Regions from separate parts of the Zea mays genome. Here region 1 is linked to region 2. Evidence: chromatin contacts called from public Hi-C data. All regions are on one chromosome and are shown on one strand. Each heading gives the region's core, a stretch centred on a gene start, on an enhancer-like site or on the middle of the called end of the contact. The rest is flanking DNA. Distances are from core to core; before and after follow the strand shown. Region 1 has its middle 32 kb from the start of LOC100381600. Region 2 holds the start of LOC100280116.

Region 1 (2,700 bases), core at 33-2,532, 74 kb before region 2:
GAGACGGACGAGAAAGCTGCCTGCCTGCCTGCCCTTGAACCGAGGGACACACCGGCGACGCGCGCGATGCGAGCGGAGGCAGCCGACCCCCCACGGCCCACGCACATGGCTCCCAGGTGGATCGGAGAGGAGAGATCTATCGTCTAGCCAATCCGCTACCCGTCCACCAGCAGGAGGAGAGATCTAGCTGCTATAGAACGTATCGTCGCAACTCGCGAGCATCATAAAACTAGTAGTCGTCCATTTTATTTACGCGCCTCAATGTGGTACGCACGCAGGCATATATATATCATAATCCTGTACTATTAGCTAGTAACCAGCTGAGTTGGTTGGTTAATCCGGTCAGAGTTGTTCACGTTTCCAGAGGCACGCGGTCCGTCCATTCAAGAATCAAGATACTTGTAGGGGTGTGCATGCATGTCAGTGAGCAACAATCTCCGCGGGAGAATGGAAGGTCAGAGGAGCAACAGCACAAGCAGATATATACATATAGATTCAGAGACAGGCAGCAAAAGAGAGAGCGGTGACTTGTGGGAGATGCATGATCGAGCGTTTCCAGGGGCGCCGGCGCCACACTGCTGCTGCGCTGCTACTAATGTGTAGTAGTCACTACATGTAGCTTTTAGGTCGTATAGATCGATCCGTGGGCCATGGAAGAGGGGGGAAAAGGCGTGTGGTGGGAGTGGCGGCCGAGGCGCAAATTATGTGTAAAGGAATCTGACGGGAGGGCCGGCGTCCGGCGAGGAAGGAGGTGGAATCCACTGAAAGATGCGATGCCTTTTTTTTTCTCTCCCTTCCATTCGTGCTGGACGTGCGTGCAGCACCACCTCTCTCTCTCTCTCCTCCGGTCGCCCCGGCGCACTAGAATGGATGGAGCAGCGGCAGGTGTTCAGAGATATAAAAAAGGGGGGTTTGACATTTTTGACAGGTGTCCGTCCCCTTTTACTAGCTGATGATTGGTGCCTTAAGCCCGGCCGGGTGTTTGTTCCTGGTCCGCAACGGCAGGCTACGTCCCGGATCGAGACATTATTATTGGTGCCGAGCCCGAGCTGCGACTGCGATGCATGCCGATGGTGAGCCACTGCACGCTAGCACGGTCCAAGGATGTGATCGGAATTGGAACACGACGCACGGCGACTGCCAGTGCGAGGGCAGGCAGCAGCGCGACTGCCGATCGAGAGATACTAGAGATCTAATATTGCGTGCCAATCATGGGCCTAATCTAGCCCTGCCCGACTGGCTATCTCTAGCTACTAGCAAGGTCAGGTGTGACGAATGTATAGCTTACTAGTCATGTCAAATTACCGGCGCCAGATCTGGCTAGCTTTATCCACTAGAGCCCGTTCCGGCCGTCCCATGCGTGCAATGCCGCCTTCCGAAATCCAAATCCGCTGTGCTGCTTCTTTGCTACAAATGCTACCTACTACGACAATATGTCGCTCTGTTGCTTGCCAGCATTCAACTGTAAACGACTTTTATACAGACATGAAAAAAAAAAATTCAGGGTAGGGTCATAGGGTGTGATTCTGAATTTAACTAGAGGAATGTGTATATTTTCAGGAATCTATTGTGCTGTTGTATCTATTATTTGGGTGCCGTTTGGTTTATGAAATGTAACATAAGTAGCAACAGCAATGATTGACACTCGATTGCCAGCGGTAGCAAGTTTTAATAGACAAACATGATTTAATGTTATCAGTTATTGTTAATGTTATAAATGTGTGAACCAAACAACAACTTGTCGAGATTTCATATATTTTTTAAGTAATGCTGATTGATCAGAAAGCTGAACCAAACGAACCTAATTGTGGGCACTCGAGCCTACCCCTAGGGATGGTGGAGGGGGACCCGTCCAGCGCGAGACGACCATGTGTCGCGCGCTCGGCGCTCCTCTGCCGGGATAAATGATGTGTGTCTCAGTTCTTCTAACACACATGTATATTCGTTTAGTTAACAATAAAGCGGCATCCAAATTCGCAGTGACAAGGACTTTAAGTTACAGTGGTCTACACGTGCTTGCATCCATGCTCGGACTAATTGAAAGGGAGTCGCTAGTTGGGTAATCACCTGTGCTCTCACGTAATTAGTAAAATTAGGACAGTTTGAATGGAAGTTTCATTAAAAAAAATGATATACCATAGTTTAGATAAACATAGAGACAGTAAACATTTTATGAATGAAATGAGTTTCGCGTTGAGCTAATGTCGATGGTCAAGTTTTTTTAAGAGTGAAGGAATAAATCATAAATGTGTTTGATTAGACTATTCACAATGGAGGTTTCATGGGGTGTTTCATGTATTAATTAGCCTGCCACATCAGCTATTTTGATGACATGTCACATCATTTAAGAAGAAAGAGTTTCATGGAGTTTCATGAGGATGAAACTATGTTAACTCGTTTCCAAGATCTTGGAAACTGTGTGAAACCTCCACTGAGAGTGTTTTGTTTCATCTTCATATAATTAAGTAAATCCTATTGGTTATTTATATGCAACATTTAAGAAGTATGTTGACATATGAAATAGTGAGATGAAACTCTCTATTGAGAGAGGGTATTTCATTCATCCATAAATCTGATGTGGTATTTTTGGAAACAGTGACGTGAAATCTCCATTGTGAATAGCCTTATTATGGCTTCAGGCCGTGTGGGCCACATGACATGGATAGCACAGTTACGTTGTGGATGATTTGAATTGGTTTT
Region 2 (2,877 bases), core at 101-2,600:
CAACTACTGCCCGACCTGGCGCTGCCTAGGAAATGCCTACAAAAACACCTAATCGTAGGTGACGGCCGGGTCGTCGTTTGGAGCTCGATCGCTATACGGTTGGGAACTGTGTGCATGGAAAATGTGGGGAAAGTTTAGCTACTGGATTCTGCTAACCAGCCATGATCGACGACTCATTGATGATGAAGTGTGTCAGGTTGGCAAAAAGGAAGATCGGGCACATGGGAAATGGCGCACGTGTGCGCTACCCACCAGTAGACCTAAGAACGTGGTCGGTCGTTTGGAAATGCATTTGTTTTTTTTCTTTCCAACTCTTCTGGTTGGACTTCGGAGAAGCATCTCTTTGAGGATTTTCTTTGCTTTAGCTAGATAGTTTATTGACATTCCTCCTTGTTTAGGTGTGGTTGCTTTTGCAGCAACAAGTCGTTTGATCCTACATGCATGAACAATCGTAGTAGTTTGATGTTTCTCTTTCAATGAACTTGATCCAAAATCAAACATCTTAGGTTGTCTTCAACAACTCCTCTAAATAATTTCCTACCTTGTATTTAGAGAAGATTTTTCTCCTCTATACACACCAGCAGTGTACTCTAAAATGTCCTCCAAATACGGAGAACACTCCTTCATCCTCTATATAGAAACTATATATCCTCTCCTCTATTTATTTATATTTGAGTGTATGATAAATAAATATATACAAAAATCTAGAGCTATATATATATATATATATATATATATATATATATATATGAGAGATAGAGAGAGAGAGAGAGAGAGGATGTTGTTGGAGTTTCTATACCCTCTAAATTCTCATAACCACATTTAAACTATCTTCTTACCTTGGTTTGAAATGGTTTTAAAGGTAAGTTTGTCTTTTTATTTAAAAAACAGAAAATACTTGATGATGTTTTTAGACCATAAAACATAGCTTACCTTTTTAAAAATTCTATTTTTCTAGATTTAGATTTTCATCGGAAAATGTTAAAAATATATAGACATTTTTGGGTTTAAAAACCTTATCAAATATTTACCTAACTTCAGTACCACTCCAAACTATAAAAAACAGGGTAAATAATTATTTAAATAATTTATAGCGTGAGATGTCTGATTTTAAAATTTAAAAATAAAAACAAGCATAGTGATACTTGGGACGTAGAATAGACTTTCTTTTCCTTTTCTTTCAGTCTGGACTCTGGAGATTCTAGATGTTTTGCAATAGTAAGCCCATATATTTTCACCCATCCGAATAGTAAGCCCATACAGCCCACGTATGGGCCCGATAATGCTGAAAGTTAAGCCCGTAAACACCCCTCTATTATACGGCATGAAATTGCTATACTAGATTTGCAGGCAGTTGAGCCGAACGGAAAGAACCAAAAAATAACCAGACAATGAGCTTAACGCTTCTCCAGGGCTACTCCTCCGCTGAGGACGACGACGATCCCGCCGCCGGCGCCGGCGCTGGCACCGAGCTGAGCGAGTCTGGTGATTCGTCAGCCGAGGAAGCCGGATCGGACGAAGACGAGGAGTCCGCTCCTCCAAAGCCGCCCCCCAAGCTCCGCCGCCGACCAAACCCTAAGGGGGGAGATGCCGGCGGCAGCGACGGGGGCTCCTTGCTGCCCTCCGCGCTGGAGGCCTTCGCTGATGTCTCGGGACCACCAGATTTTTTGAGGCACAGGGTTGCCGAGCCAGAGGAAGGGACGGAGGCCCTCGGTGTACTCGATCGCCGTGGGAAAGAGGGGAGCAAACAGCCGCCTCCAGGTAAGTAGATTTAAATACTCATTTTTTTGTGGAAACTGGAGACTAATGTTTTTTTATCCTCTCCTGTTTATTTTGGTAATGGTAGAGGAAGAGATAATTGTATTTTTGCCACTCACAATGTTGTCTTCCTGTTATAATTACCACTGTGTCTATGAATTGTGGGTCCAGCTGGGTCTATGAAATGTGGGCCTGATGGCAATTTTACAAACCTGTTTCTTGCTGATGGCAAATATCAAAATCTCTCGGTAGAGGAATGGAGGTCGATTAGATTGCTACCAATGTAGTTGCAGGTCTTGCATTGTTAGAGAATTGACGTAGATTTTATAGCAGTACATGTAGCGTTTTAAGATGCATTTAACAGAGTCTGGATGCAATTTCAGTTCCGAGTTCCCAAGATATTTGATGGTGAAACTTGACCAAGAATTAGGAATAGGCAAATTTGATGTACTGTGTATTTCCTTTGCACGTAGAGTGATACAGCTACCCTTTTAGCTAGTATCTGTGAGCTGGAATGTGAATACGTCACTGTTTTTCAAGTCTGAATGAAAAGGCAACGATCTATCTCGGCCACCATGAAGCTCTGCTGTTGGAGATATTTGATCATACAATTGCATTGCTAATTTTCTATAGCCAGTGTTCTTAAGGCGTCGCCTTGTCGCGCTAGGTGACGCCCAGGCGTCCAGGCGCTCGGGAAAAACTGGCCGCCTTGCTCGCCTTACCCGCCTAGGGGTCGCCTAGGCGCTAAGGCGGTTGTCTGGTGCACTTGCTCGCCTAGGCGCCTTAAGAACACTGGCTATAGCATCAGTTTTGTGTTCATCTGTTTTCAATTGCATGGCATAAATCTTTGTACAATCAGGTGGTACACTTCTAGAGTTTGTTTTAGTTTGAAAATATAAATGTGTAGTCTATACTCTATAATTGTGCTGGCGGTGTCTCTGGAGCTAAAGTAGTATTTATTGGTCCTATACTTCTATTTGTTTTGTTTTTAGAGAAAGGAAGACTCTGCTCATAATAAAGCATATAAAGTTTTACAAAACACCGTAATCAACTCTGCTGGATACATCAGCTCTCAAGCAAATATCAGAAGCCACTACTGCTAGACATGAATGTCTCAGA

Evidence for each region. A called contact is a pair of places that touch in the nucleus more often than the background predicts.
Region 1: a Hi-C map of tassel shows a contact between it and region 2, with 4 times the contacts expected there. The contact joins the enhancer-like site here to the promoter of LOC100280116 in region 2. A contact is called at or near these places in 3 of 25 Hi-C or Micro-C datasets (ear, leaf and tassel).

The regions. Positions count from the first base shown.
Region 1 is chr4:185,797,948-185,800,647 of Zm-B73-REFERENCE-NAM-5.0, reverse strand. No RefSeq gene overlaps it. Among protein-coding and RNA genes, the nearest start is that of LOC100381600, 32 kb to the left of the region's middle. Within about 2 kb of position 1,282, at least 12 of the 20 cell types and tissues checked have an H3K27ac peak or open chromatin away from gene starts, as enhancers often do. A contact at or near this core is called in ear and tassel, where this site is marked.
Region 2 is chr4:185,723,971-185,726,847 of Zm-B73-REFERENCE-NAM-5.0, reverse strand. It overlaps LOC100280116, which reads left to right and starts at 1,350. Exons shown (of 3, transcript NM_001153052.1): 1 at 1,350-1,761. The coding sequence starts at 1,392.